Linked DNA regions of Pan troglodytes: region 2 is linked to region 1. The links are chromatin contacts, called in public Hi-C maps. All regions are on one chromosome and are shown on one strand. The core of a region is the stretch at or near the end of the contact, and the rest is flanking DNA. Distances in the headings are between cores, read along the strand shown.

What was found. Hi-C and Micro-C count contacts between places; a contact is called where the count stands out from the background.
Region 2: a contact with region 1 is called in a Hi-C map of induced pluripotent stem cells, with 1.6 times the contacts expected there. The contact joins two enhancer-like sites. A contact is called at or near these places in 3 of 7 Hi-C or Micro-C datasets (induced pluripotent stem cells and stem cell-derived neural progenitor cells).

Annotation. Positions count from the first base shown.
Region 1 is chr22:43,109,259-43,116,586 of NHGRI_mPanTro3-v2.0_pri, reverse strand. No RefSeq gene overlaps it. Among named protein-coding and RNA genes, the nearest start is that of RSPH1, 37 kb to the left of the region's middle. Within about 2 kb of position 3,071, at least 4 of the 24 cell types and tissues checked have an H3K27ac peak or open chromatin away from gene starts, as enhancers often do. A contact at or near this core is called in induced pluripotent stem cells, where this site is marked.
Region 2 is chr22:43,178,810-43,186,137 of NHGRI_mPanTro3-v2.0_pri, reverse strand. SLC37A1 (solute carrier family 37 member 1) reads right to left here. Exons shown (of 22, transcript XM_063803463.1): 6 at 517-990. The coding sequence starts at 709. Among named protein-coding and RNA genes, the nearest start is that of SLC37A1, 32 kb to the right of the region's middle. Within about 2 kb of position 4,672, at least 7 of the 24 cell types and tissues checked have an H3K27ac peak or open chromatin away from gene starts, as enhancers often do. A contact at or near this core is called in induced pluripotent stem cells, where this site is marked.

The DNA.
Region 1 (7,328 bases), core at 1,822-4,321:
GGAAAGTCCCATAGCATGAGATACCAACCATCTGCACCCCACTGTTCCTCTAGACAGGAACTTCCCTGCTGTTAGAATCGTAAGGCTTCTGTTTAAGAATTGCTTAAGCAGATCCTGAATTCCAGCAGAACAGCTGTTGCCAACCGGTTTGAAGATCCCCACAACAGGAACCGAGTCAGCATGAGAACACCCTTTTTCCATCTCCCTGTCCACGGCTTCATTCCACTCTCCAACCTATCAACCATCTCCACACTGCAGCCTACGCCAAAACCCTTAAAAACCCTAGCCCCACACTCATTGGGGAGATAGAGTTGAGGTTTCCTGCCATTTCCTCTTCTGGTAGCCCCATGATTAAGCCTCTTTCTCTGCTGCAGCTCAGGGTCTTAGCATATTGATTTGCAGAGTGTATCAGGCAATGGACCTATTACAGGTACAAGGGAATCACACTATGAGAATGCTTTTCTTTCTTTCTTTCTTTTTTTTTTTAGAGATGGGGTCTCACTCTGTTCCCCAGGCTGGAGTGCAGTGGTGCAATCACAGCCCACTATACCCTCAACCTCTTAATTCAAGAGATCCTGCTACCTTAGTCTCCTGAGTAGTGGGACTATAGGTGAATACCACCAAGCCAGTCTCATTTTTTTTATTTTTTGTAAAGACAGGGTCTTGCTATGTTGCCCAGGGTGGTCTTAAACTCCTGGGCTCAAGCGATCCTCCCGCCTTGGCCTCCCAAAGTGCTGGAATTACAGCCATGAGCCACCAAACCCAGCTGAATACTTTTATTTCTAAACCGAAAGTAGCATGCAGCACTGGAATTCTGGAAGCCCTCAAGCAGGATTACAGACCCCAGGCCCTGCTGGAGCTGGTCAGCCACTACTCTCCTAAGTCACTCTTCCTTAGGGCTGCTGGCCCTGGGGTGGGGAGGGGATCATGCCCTGTGTTTACTGCCTCTGTCCCTGTCCACCGCTGCTGCTCTGTGGTTTACAGAGACAAGCGTCATTGCAGGGCCCACGTCATCGCGCCTTCCCCATCTCCACCTTGCTGCGCTCCTGCCTCACACTCACACGTGGTACCCTCGCCTGACCTGACCCGTACTTCCTGCCCCATGCTCCTCTTTTCCTCAGCCACTTCCTCCCATTTCACCCCGCACAGAGGCCTTCCCTGCCTCTAGACTCTTTAAGGCCTCTCTGGTGTCCTCTTTCCTGGCTCTTTTGTTTTTCTTTATGCTGTTAAACCAGGTTTAGCCTCCGTACATACTTAAGTTCAGCCTAAAGGTTTCTCTGTAAGTCGTGAACACTAACAAGTGGAGGTGTAAGCAGATTGGCCTACACCTGTGCCAATCACTGAGTTTTGGCCAATCAAATGCAGCCAACTGTTCGAACTGTATCCAAATAGGCAAATGCCGAGCTGTAAACAATGCAGCTGCATCCCTACCTCACTTCTGTTTTCTGTACGTCACTCTCCTTTTTCTGTCCATAAATATGCTTCCATCACGTAGCTGGAGTCTCTAAGCCTACCCTGGCTCAGAAGGCTGCCTGATTCGCATCGCAAATCATTCATTGCTCAATTAAACTCCTTTAAATTTAATTTGGCTGAAGTTTTTTTTTTTTTTTTTTTTTTTTTTACCAATGCCATTTACCATAATTTGCAATTCATCCAGTCAATAACTATTTCTGGAAAGCTAAGGGTGTGCCAGGCACTGTGCCTGGGGCTGGGGTAGGCCAGGGATGCCCTCCAAGCATTCGTTATTCGGACCCCGTATTAGAAAGTTGGTAGAGAAGCAAAAGTGGTCAGACTGCCTTGAAAATATTTGCCACAAACGCACCATTTAAAGGCTGCACCCTCACTGAACACCTGCCCTGTTTAGCCTGAGCATCTCTCTGCCTCTAACCATTGTGTCCACGTGCTTGGCAATCAGTTTTTCTGATTGTCAAATTTTCCACAACACAATACAAATATAACACCAATGGATGGCAAAGGGAAATTTTCAATCTTGGAAACGCTGTAAGGTTTCATGGAATTGATTAACATTATGTGGGGGACTACTCAAATTATACACAAAGCTACTGACAAAGGAGGTTCTGGAAAAATGAGACTAAGTAACAATAGGGTATGAGACTGTCAACAACTAGTCCTTTGTTTCCTTACTTAGGGGGATACAAGAAAAAACAAACAAACAGAAACAAACCAGCCCTGACAAAACAAATAATTTAATTCAAAGGATGATGAAGAGCTCTTGGGAAAATTAAAGGCCATACACATTTTTGTAAAAATGACTCTTTTGCTGAACACATGATGTATTAAGTCAAACATGAAGTTAAAAATGTTGCGTTCTGCTCTCATAAAACATAGTCAGAAAATGTATAAGAACTCTACCGCCACCGTTAATGTTGACTTACTATTATTTTAAGAATTTGGGCATAGTTGCAATTTTGCCTAATTTACCTTTTTAAAATACAAGGTAAAATGGACCAATGTTCATAATTTTTAATTGATCAAGATAGACTCTAAATCAAACCCTACTTCTCACTATTTACTTTGTATTTTGGTTTAACAGGATATGCTGTGCATGACTTTGTACTGTTTATCTCCTGATAAGAACTTCCTGCTGTGTTAATTTGCATAATTACCTTTGTGCTGACCCTCCCCCTCACTGAAATGTGAGGTCTGTGAAGGCACCATCCTCTCAGTCAGGATCCCAGCAGGAAACAGATGGCCTCTCACCATAGGAGAGTTCAAGGGCCCTCATGTTGGAACCCTGTGATAAAGGTGACAAACTGCCTTAAGTCTGGTACCTGGGATTTAGCCATGAGGCAGGATTCTTCCTAGCAGACCTGGGCTTTCCCCACCTAAATATGTCAAACAGCACTTAGTAGGTCTCTGTCTCATGTCTGGGGTGCCTGTGACCAAGGACCCATTGCCATAGACAATTATGGGTCAAAATACTGTTACCTGCAATCCCTCGCTCCTTGGGGCATTGAGACCTGCCTTGTCTCTGATGGTTAAGAGCCACCCCTACTCTGGTGCTTAGAGTGGCGCGGCCTCCAGCCCACAGAGGACGGCCCACAGAGCTGGTGAAGGACTCACCAATGCATTTCCTCTCTTCCTCTGGGCCCCTTGGGGAAGAAGCATATTAGGGAAGGTCTGAGTCAGTTGAAAATAGTAGGCGCCTTTCTACATTTCTATTTCCTTGAGTCTTTGAGCTCTGTTCTCTAGAGCGTGCCAGGATTTCAAGCTTTTCAATCTCATTAACTTTGTCCAATTAGCCAACCTGGAGGATTATTAACCACTTTCTCAGGGGTTGAGCCAACATATTAAACCCTGAAACCCAGCCTAATCCAGGCTCGCTCTCTTCCATGTGGGGCAGGCACTGTCAGACTCCACCCCACACTTGCTCCCAGGCTCTAGCTGCTACCTGCTGGAGTGGACCTGCAGCTCCATGTTGAGGCAACCTCCTCCCAGGGGGGTCTTGGGCCCTCCTCACCCTGCCTCTGATGGTCTCAACTGTTTTCTGGGACTGGAGGCAATGAGAGGTGTGAGGTGGGTCCTGGGGAAGTGGCATCAGCTCAAGAGGCAACTTCCCCAGGTGCAGTCATTGCAAGGCTTTTTAATAGAGGAGTGTTGGGTTCCATGGGGGATGGGAGGTGAAAGGAGGAAAAGGGGGCAAAAGGGAGGGGGAGGGAAAGGAGGAGAGAGGAGGGGAGAAAGAGAAGGGAGAGCAAAGGGGAGCTGCCTCTGTAGACAACAGGGGTTCAGGGGAATTGGCAGCTCCAAATTTCCAGCCTCTCTTTCTTCTCTGCCCAAATCTCTCCATGTGTCTTTCCCCATGGACACCTTGTATTAGTCTGTTCTTGTACTGCTATAAAGGACTACCTGAGACTGGGTAATTTATAAAGAAAAGAGGTTTAATTGACTCAGGGATCTGCAGGCTGTATAGGAAGCATGGCTGGGAAGGCCTCAGGAAACTTACAATCATGGCGGAAGGCGACAGGGAAGCAGGCACCTCTTACAAGATCAGGGCAGGAGGAAGAGAGAGAAGGAGGAGGTGCCACACACTTTTAAACCAGATCTCGTGAGAATTCTATCATGAGAAGAGCAAGGTGGAAATCCACCCCCATGATCCAGTCACCTCCCACCAGGCCCCACCTCCAATACTTGGGATTACAATTGAACATGAGATTTGGGTGGGGACATATCACACCCTTTCCTTGTAAGAGATCAGGCAGGGTTGAGCATTTAATCGGAACCTCAGTGCTGCTCCTTATAATCAGGCCCATTCTTGGCCCTTGGCACAGATGTCCTGGGACCAGAGAGATGAGGGATCCCTTCAAAGCTGCCCTGGAAGCCGCTGGGTCTCTGCACCTGTTCTTAATTGTATGCTTGTGGTTTTACATTTCTCCTTTTCCCTGGGCAGGTGCCCTAGGGGGATGGTGACTGTGGCTCTGTGATCTCTAGTTGCCATAGTGACTGAGCACCACACGGACCTCCATGCTCTGCCTGCTGCCTGCACTTCCCCCCGTGCTATCCCTGAAGAGAGTTTCAGGAGCAGCGCCTGCTGTGGTGACTTGTGCCCCATTACTGACCAGCAAGGAAGTGACCTACACTTGCGGGTGACCCAGAGTCCAGTGCTAGGAGGTAACAGCAGCCCATTTGCCATTGTGAGCACCCCTGGGAGTCCCATCAGAATCAGAGGCTCCACACCCCTCCCTCAGTGCATGAACCATCCCCGTGTGGCCTGCTCCTAAGACCTTGACCACATTTCCACCACAGTCCTGTGGAAGCTGGCACACGGTAAGGGTTCCTGGAAGGCAAGTGATAGTCTCTGCAGCTCCCCAGTGAACCCAGGGCACTCCAGCCCTGCCCTCACACCCCACGTCACCTGGGGAAATGATACGGTTTTCGCCCACAGCTGAATCTTTGTAGTGAGAACTTCCTGCTCAGAGCTCTTAGTGAGCCCCTGGACAAAACCCAAAATGCTCAGGAGCCATGATCAAGGGTGGGGGCCAGGAGGGAAGTGGAGAACTGGGGCTGCTTTGGGGAGGGGCCACTGCTTGGCAGAGCCTCAGATCACAAGGGGGAATTTCTGTGGATTAAGAGCCTGCAATTTGATTCTTCATCACATTGTAGGAAGAAAAAAAAAAAAAGTGTATACAAATGGCATAGACACACACACATAGATACATATACACACACACATCTGTAGTTATGAAGTCACAGGATCATCTTCCTGTCATATAGGAGTCTTGCCTTTGAGGAAACCTGACCTGAACACCTGACTGCCAACCTCCCAGGGCCATTCTTTGTATTGGATCTGTAGTGGCATTCCTCCACAAAGCCACTTCCCCAAGAGAAATGGTTCTCGGGTTGAGCTGCATCAGAATCACCTGGAGAGCCTGTCCAATCACAGATGGCTGGGCCCCATCCCAAATTTCGGATCCACCCCTGAGCATGTGCATTTGTAGCAAGTTTCCAGTGGGGACAGGTGCTGCTAGTCCAGGGGCCACATTTTGAGAACCGTCAGCTTTCACGGCTCAGTGTAACAGTCGTCCAGTTCAAAGACTGGTAACTTCCAGGTTACATCAGCGTCACAGTTAGCTAGCTCTGTGATCTCTGCGTGTTGTATAATTTCTTCATTGCAAATCTCACATGTTGCCTTGAGGATTGCATGAGGGAGTGCAGGGAACGAACTTCGTTTGACACCTCCACGTGGGAAGCCCCTACCTGGTAGTTATTGGTGCTGCATGGTTAAATCCACTCAGTTTCATTTTATCCACTTGCAATCCAGAACACAGCTGCTGCATAAGATAAATTTATTTGAAAACAATTTTCTAGAACTTGGATTTGTAAGAGTATGTAACACAGAGTGTGGAAGGCCAGGTTTCACTAACGCAGGCCTCCATAACAACTGCTTCAGTACTGACCAAGTAGTTAAGTTAAATATTAAAAGCTAAGAAAAGCCAGTGCCCCTATACAAAGGCTGAAATGTAACAAAAGCCCACCAAGGGTTTTGCCCAGGCCTTTCCTGGGCCTTAAGGCATGACAAAATAATGAAAGAATTCTTAACAGGACCCATTTAGGATTAAACAAGTTTTACTGGGGTTAAAAAACTCCCCAGGCTTCCACAAACAAGTTTATTGGAAGTCTGAAGGAACTCCCCAGACCTCCAAGATTTAGCAGAAGTCAAGATAAGGGTAATCACCCCAGCACCTGGACTCATTTAGATAAGTAAATTTACTGAGGCTCCAGAGGAAGGTCTCCAGGACTCAGACATTAGTTATAGATTAAAATAAGTTAATCACTTAAGTCTTCAGATGAATGCACACTTACATGTAGACATAGAGCTTGGAAGGTATACAAGCTCTGGAAAACTTTGTAATTTTGAGTTGGCCTAGTGATAATTTCCAGGCCTTCTCCCTGTAACTGGTTTCAGAAATAAAAACTCTCCTCCTCCCCAGTTCATCTGCATCTCATTATTGGGTCACAAGAAATAGCTGCCCGACACTCAGCCTGGTCCGGGAACAAGAGTACACTGCATTCCTGGATTTTACTGCTTTTTGCAAATACAATAAAAAGGAGTGCCCACAAAATTAGAAACTTTGACAGATTAGAGGCTATATTAATATCATAAAGAGTGTTATAACTAGGTTATATTAGTTTTACCACCACAATAAAAACAACTATTGAAATAGAATGATACACAACTAAACTCTGGGGATTATTTTATTCACTTTTAATATGACCACAATTTATGGAATGGGGACTATGATCAAACACTGCGTATGGAGTCAGGCTTGGGCAGGAGTGGGGGTGGCTATGTGGAAGGAGCATGGAGTAGTAAACTCATGTTGCATCCCTGCAACGTCATGGCAAGATATGTATGTGAGTAAATAATAATACAGCAGCCAGGTGTGGTGGCTCATGCCTGTAATCCCAGCACTTTGGGAGGCCAAGGTGGGTGGATCAGGAGGTCAGGAGATTGAGACCATCCTGGCTAACATGGTGAAACCCCGTCTTTACTAAAAATACAAAAAATTAGCCGGGTGTGGTGGTGGGTGCCCGTAGTCCCAGCTACTCGGGAGGCAGGAGAATGGGGTGAACCTGGGAGGCGGAGCTTGCAGTAAGCGGAGATCATGCCACTGCACTCCAGCCTGGGCAACAGAGTGAGACTCCATCTCAATAATAATAATAATAATAATAATAATAATAATAATAATAATACAGCACAGAATGAAGGGAGGTATGTGGAAGAGGGACTGGAAGGGGGTTGGTGGCTAACGGATGGAGGAACCAACCTGAGCTCATGTAATTACAACCCTAGACTGCCTGTGCCA
Region 2 (7,328 bases), core at 3,423-5,922, 68 kb before region 1:
CAAGGCGGTGCATTTTCCGTTCGGTTTCTTGCAAAGGAAAATGAAGTCACCGCAGTTTCAAATAATCACTAAATATAATACAGGCGTCATTCAGATGAGATAAAAATCCCCATTGTGCATGGTGGCTGCACATTTGATTGATGCCTTTTGTTTTACGTGTCCACTGGCTTTTCTGCAGCACGCCTGCCTAGGCCAGCACCCACACCAGCGCCTCGTGTCTCTCTCTTCTTCTCACCCACAGAACTATGCCCTGCAAGTCCAAAATACAAAATGCAAATGATCTTCAGCACATTTCCCCATAAAGAGAACCTTCTTTCAGGAGGAACAGCTCTGCGCACAGGCACTGTGGACACAGTGGCGGTGAAGTCATGTGCTTTTTGGTAGGAGAGGGCTGTCATGGAAATGCAGTTACATCTGGGAACAGCATTACTGCTGCTAAAATTATTAATAGCAAGGCTGGAAGGGTGCTGGAAGGACAGCCGCTTCGGCTCCTGGACGGACCGATAATCGACTTACCAAACGGTGCCCAGCCACAGTCGGTCTCATTGTCAGGTAGCTGGTGGGGGGCAGCGGACCCAGACTTCCTGTTCTGGCTGCTGAACCTGACGTCAGCTTCATCCCAAGCAGTGCAGTACTTGTGGAGCTCACCCTGGGACGTGATGGGAGGGCAGAAGCAGGGAGAGGAAGTGCCCTCAGTGAGGCTCAGCATGGGGCACAGAGAGGAACAGTCACCCCTCCTCTCCCAGCAGCCTGCCCAGGGCACCTGCACCCTGCATTCTAAGAGGGACACAAGGCGCTGCTGGCGGTGTGTCTGCAGGACCCACAAGAATGCCTGCTGGTGACGTTTCAGCAGGACTCTCCAGCAACCCCACTCCTGAGCACGTGACGAACATAAGCCATCTTCATATGCCACCGGAAGACGAGCCTCGGGAGCAGTTTTAGTTCTAAGAGCTCCAAGCTGAAAGCCGACTGCCTGTCATCCTTGACCACCTGTCCACAAGGAAGAAGGGGTACATTTTCCTAGATTCACACAACTCAACGCCACACACCCGTGAAAAAGAACAAGTTACAGGTCCAGGCAACAATGAGGATGAACCTCACAAACATAACATGAAGCAGAAGAAGCCAGACACGAAAGAGTACAGACTGCAGCATTCCACTCATAGGAAGTCCAAGCATGGGCAACGAATCCATGCGGCTAGAGGTGAGAGTCACGGTTACCTAAAGGGGGACAATGTGGGACAGGGGATGGGGAGCTGTCTGGGAGCCAGAAAGGGTCCATCCCTTAACCTAGAGGATGACTACCCCTATGGGCATGTACAGATCTGCCAAACTGTACACTGAAGATTTGTATACTTAGTAAGTGTAAATCATACCTCAATTTAAAAATATCCCTGGGGCAGGGGACCACCCACCCACCAAACTGTCCACAGAACCAGCAAGCAGGGCCAGGGTTGGAGACACTTGTCTGGGAGGTGGGAGGAGGGGAAAGCCATCACCCTGGAGTTTGGTGACTGGCTGTGTGAGCATGTTACTTGCTGCCCCTGCCTCGGTCTCCCCCTCTGCAGACAAGGCTGCTGCCCAGTTACAGAAGTCACTGGGACCCGTGACGCTGAACACCAGGCTTTTTGCACAGAGCTTAGGATGGCACGGCCCTTGTGAAACAAACCCTGGGCAGAGAGGAAAGCTCATGTGTCGGGAGGCAGAGGGGCCTGAGTGGGTGCTTCTCGTTGGGAGGCAGAGGGGCCTGAGTGGGTGCTTCTCGTTGGGAGGCAGAGGGGCCTGAGTGGGTGCTTCTCGTTGGGAGGCAGAGGGGCCTAAGTGGGCTCTTCCTCAGCGCATTCCTTGGGAAGAGGAACAACACTTCCAGGACAGCGCCACATGTGGCAGGGGCTCGTCTTGTTGCGGGGGAAACTGAGGAAGACAGAATGTGCTCTGTGACTGTGTGTCCCTCCCTGGTGGCCTCTGTCACTCCCATGCTTCTCTTCTCAGGGGCCTCTGTAGTGATCATTCTGCACTATTCAAGACTCAAAGGAGTTGCCCCATCAAGCGTGAGTGATGGCGGCAAGTGAAGTCCTTGTGGTCAGAGGGGTGTCCCTTAGGGGGATCGAGTGCCCATTCAGTGCCCATGATACCAGAGGGGTGTCCTCGTGAGCTGGAACCTGAGAGAGGCCAGGGGTCTGGAGGGCAGTGCACAAAGCTGGCTCCAGGTCAGGGCACAGAACGCGGGGCAGGGAGCCACCCCAGTGCCCAGGCAGGCAGCAGCCGGAAGTCCTGCCCCTCCTCTTCAGGAGGGAGTGGCCAACACGGCTGGCCACTTTCAAAAGGCCAGGGCTTTTGAATCGGAGCTAGACACCCTGATTTATAGCTGGCAGCACGTGGGCCACGTCACTGAGTCCTGGCATGTCACACGGGATGCAGCTGCTCCATGGTCACGTGACTCTGCCGTCATCACTGGGCTGTTCTGCTATAATTAAACACTGTCCCCAAAAACTAGCCAAGGGCTCTACTTTACAATGCAAAGTCATCATCTGCCCGGCAGCTCCCTTGGCAGAGCTGGTCCTCCCTGGAGGCGCCATGCTGACCTCCTGGCATCTCAGGAAGAGAGTGCTTTCATTTGCTCCCCGACTGCTTGGGGCCCCCTGGCTGCTCCTGCTTGTGTTTTAAGTTCTCCACCCAAGGTGGACGTGAGGGGCTGGGAGTGTGATCCTGAGACCCAGGGCGGGTGCCTGCAGCCCTTCCTCTCTGTATCAAGCTGGTATCTGCGGCCTTTCTCCATTCACCTGCCGCCTTGTTGGACACTTCTCCTCCTTGGCACCTTCAGAAGCCAGGTGTTTCTGCCCACCTTTCCCTGCTGCCTCCCATGGAAGTCAATCTGGCCACACCCAAAGGACCTAAGCATCGCCACTACAATTCACCTCTGACTGAAGAAAGCCACAGCTAGGGCAGGAATACAGGACATTCCCCGGCTGAGGGAGAATCATGTGCAGGGAGAAGCTGAAGTTTCTAACATTAACCTGGCGCAGAAGAAAGGAAAAAGAGATTCTGCAGGCCGCCGCTTAAAACAGAATTTTATATCCTTTGTGATTTAATATTTCTGGGGAGGAACCACCTGTGGAAAACATATCCGATTAGAAATGCTCCCTTTTTTTCATAAATAAGCAGAAAAGTTTTTCTAGTTTTGTTATGTAATGAGTGGGGGTCTCACATCCTGGTTAGGGATATAGGCTTCGGCAGCAGACAGGCCTAAGCTGGGATCTTGGTGCCTCTCTGTGGCTTCTGGCCTTGGTGACATCACTTACACTCCCTGGCCATCAGTTATGGAGTTGGCATGACAATGCCTGTGTCCCAGCGTTACTATAAAGATGGACCATAATCAGAGTGTGCCTCTCTGGCCCTCTGCCCCTGGGAAGGGTCCAGAAAAGGGCCGCTGTGAGTCCGGGCGCCTCTCTGGCCCTTCTCCTTGATGTTGGAAAGGTCACCTTCACCTGCACCCCGCAGACCTGTTGGAAGGCTGCTGCCAAAGCCATCGAGATTTCATATTACTCCAGCACAAAGAGTTCTGAGGATATTTACATAACCACAGGTTTTCAACAACATTGCTATATTTCAGTATTTCTATGAGTTTTATCCCCCAAACGTGGCGTTCCAGAGACAATGCAAACTTAATTAGGTTAAGATGAACTGGTAAGCAAACCCCTAGCCAGGTGAGCAAATTCTCACCAAAGCGCTTCAGGGAAGCACCCTCACCTCTGCATAGCCACACCATCCCTGTGGAAATACTTGGGGAGGGGGTCAAGTCCTTTGGGAAACGTCTGCTTTCATAAAAGCAGCTTTCTTCACACCTTTTTACACAAGTGCCTTTCAACAAGTTACATACAAAATCAACCTGCGACATCAGGTAGATATTAAAAACTGATCAGGCAAAAGCCTCTGCAGCAACTGAACTCCACACTTATGTGAGGTGGGAGGCTGAGTGGGCCCTGTGAACACGCGGGCATCACGGCTGCTAAAGCGTCCATGCAACACACAGAACAGCAACAAAAATAAACAGCAGATGCCATCGCGGGTGGAGGGTGGGGGTGGGAGAAGAAAGGTGCCAATCTTCTGGAAGAACCCAGGAAACCGCCAGGAGTCACAGCGCGACGAGTGTGCAGGGAAGGCGGCGGGGCCGGGAGTCACAGCGCGACGAGTGTGCGGGGAAGGCGGCGGGGCCGGGAGCTGGCAATGTCTTCTGTCTACAGACTCCCTCGCCACATCCAGCCCTCCCCACCCCTCCCACTGGCAGCGAGAGGAAATCCCGTCCGGGGAGCAGCAGGCAGCTGCGGTGGGAATTTCATGACACTAGAAAAGACTGGACTCCTCCCTCATCCTACACCTGCAGAGCCCCACGCGGTCATTTAGGCACAAACATTCACTGTATTTGCCTGCATTCCACGAAGGCTCCGTTCTTTCCATGCTGAATTTGAGCCACTTCGCAGACAGAAACCACTCATTCCTGCCCTGGGTTCTCAGCCCCCACCTAAGTTGCCTAAGACTACAGCCATGTGACACATTCTCTGCAGCAGGTACGTGGCCTCCAATAGAGGAGATTATCAGGCAGTCTGGAGGGTGCAGGAGCCACTGAAAGGCAACAGTGAGAGGACAGGACAGGAGCAGGGGATTCGGGCCTCACTGAATCCCCCTGGAGGACAGTGGGGTTAGGCCAGTTTCACTCCACCTTCAGCCAACACAGAGGGTGTGTGTGTGTGTGTGTATCATCTGCATTTGACGATCTGTCTAGTCAACTTTACGTGGCTCATTAGGCTGTGTGGGTGCACTGATTCTAACCAGTCCTTCACATTCCTTTTATAAGGCTACAAGAATTCTCCAAAGCATTATCTAAGTCCTGGAAGAGCAATTAAAGTTTTGGTACCAAAAGTAGGAGCGACCAGCCAGGCTCTCCCCCACAGACAACAGCACCTGCCCACGGCCAGCCTCCTGCGATGAGTCACAGGTGCCACGTGAAATGCATTATACACACTCAGGGACAGACATGCAAATGCTCCACTCATGAAGGATACAGAAATAGATGGAGGAGCTTCTTGGTCATTGTTTACTTCTCAAAAATGGAATCATTCTATACATCCTTATGCACATGTTAACTTCTTACTCAAAATACCTCCTGGAAATGTTTCTGAGTCAACTGGTTTGCCTGTGATAAATTCTTTTAGGGACCTGCACATTTCATAATATGGACTTGTGATAATTTATTCAAACTTTTACCTACTTATTAGGTTCCCTTGATATCCAGCATTGTTTTTTTTCCTTTTTGCTTTTTTTGGTCACTACAAAGCTGCCATAAAGATGCTTATGAAGATATTCCTAAGTAAGGTGCTTTTATTTTTAGGGTGAAATTCCCAGAAGTATGTCTGAAGGCTGTAGTATTTTTTATTTCACTGGGTGTCACCAAAAGGTGCTAACGCTTGACATCCCATCAAGAACGCATGAAAATTCCTCTCCCCTCACCAGTGAATAGCACTTACTGCCCTGGGCAATGCTGTGCCAGCCACTGAGCACAGTGTTGCCTTAATTTGCATATGGAATACCGGCAGACTCGAACGCCATTCACATATTTCCTGGCGATCTGAATTCCGTGTCTGTAAACTGCTTGTTCATCCCCCTCACCCGTTGTTTCTTTGGGTTTCCTAACTTCACACTCACTCCTACGATAAACATAATTTTCTTCTTGGATTTTTACTTTTTGTATTTTACATTCATGTCTTTAATCCATTTATTTTATTTTATTTTTTTGAGATGGAGTCTCACTCATGTCGCCCAGGCTGGAGTGCAGTGGTGTGGTCTCAGCTCACTGCAACGTTCGCCTCCCAGGTTCAAGTGATTCTCATGCGTCAGTCTCCCAAGTAGCTGGGATTACAGCTGCCCGCCACCATACCCAGCTCATTTTTGTCCATTTAGTAGAGATGGGGTTTTAGTAGAGATGGCCAGGCTGGTCTCGAACTGCTGACCTCAGGTAATCCACCTGCCTCGGCCTCCCAAAGTGCTGGGATTACAGGTGTGAGCCACAGTGCCTGGGCCATTTGTTTTTATAAAATAGGGATTCAATATTTATTTCTTCCTGACGAATAACCAGTTGTGCCGACACCATTTATTAAATTTATTAAATAAGCTCTGTCAAATATTCCATATTTTCTAATCTATTCTACTGACCTTTTTGTCTATTCTCATGTAATATTATAATTTGATTATGGTATTAAAATATGTTAATCTTTTGCATATTTTCATATCATAAAATGTTATCTTTACACTTTTCTTGATAATTCCTGGACATTCTTTCATACAAACTTTAAGATTATTTTATTCAATTAAAAAAAACCCTGCTAAGATTTTCACTGGAGTTGCATTTTATTTAAATATTAACACTGGGAGAATTGGAACTTTCCAAATAACAAGTTTCCCACCCATAGTACATACTTCCAGCTTTTCAGACTTTGTTTTCTGTCTGCCACTGAGGATTATTTTATTTCATTTTTTTTGAGATGGAGTTTCACTTTGTCACCCAGGCTGGAGGGCAATGGTGCGATCTCGGCTCACTGCAAACTTCGCCTCCCGGATTCAAGCTATTCTCCTGCCTCAGCCTCCCCAGTAGCTGGGATTACAGGCGCCCGTCACCATGCCTGGTTAATTTTTTTTGTATTTTTAGTATAGATAGGGTTTCACTATGTTGGCCAGTTTGGTCTTGAACTCCTGACCTCAGGTGATCCGCCCACCTCGGCCTCCCAAAGTGCTGGGATTACAGGCGTGAGCCACTGCGCCTAGCCAGTTTTCTCCTTTTAAGTCCTGTGTGTCCACAGAGGGGTGGGCACACTCACATTCAAATCAATGCTGCCATCCCCCTGGCTCCAGGGACCCCTGCAGTTTAAGCTTCTCCAGGAAGCCTCTGCTTTCAGGTTTCTTTTCTGGCCCAGTCCAGGGGAAAAGAGCTCGCGCTAAGATCTCTGCTGGGAGTCAGACTCACCTGTCTACCAGCTTGGGCAGACGCTTGCCTTGAGTCCTGAGGCTGGGCCACAGCTGGAGCAGCAGGTAGAAGGGACAGGGTTGCACTTATAACACTACTATCCTCCCAGCCCTGGTTTTATCATCATCATCGAGAAAAATACAATTAATCAGCAGTGATCAAAGGTAAGTCTAAACATTCCATTTAACTAACTTCAATGTGACCTGGTGTGCCATGTCATTCTATAAATGACATAACAGAATAAGAATCACTTTCTAATTCACAGCCTCTGGTTCAATTTCAAGTAAGCAAATATATTTTGCTTTGGTTT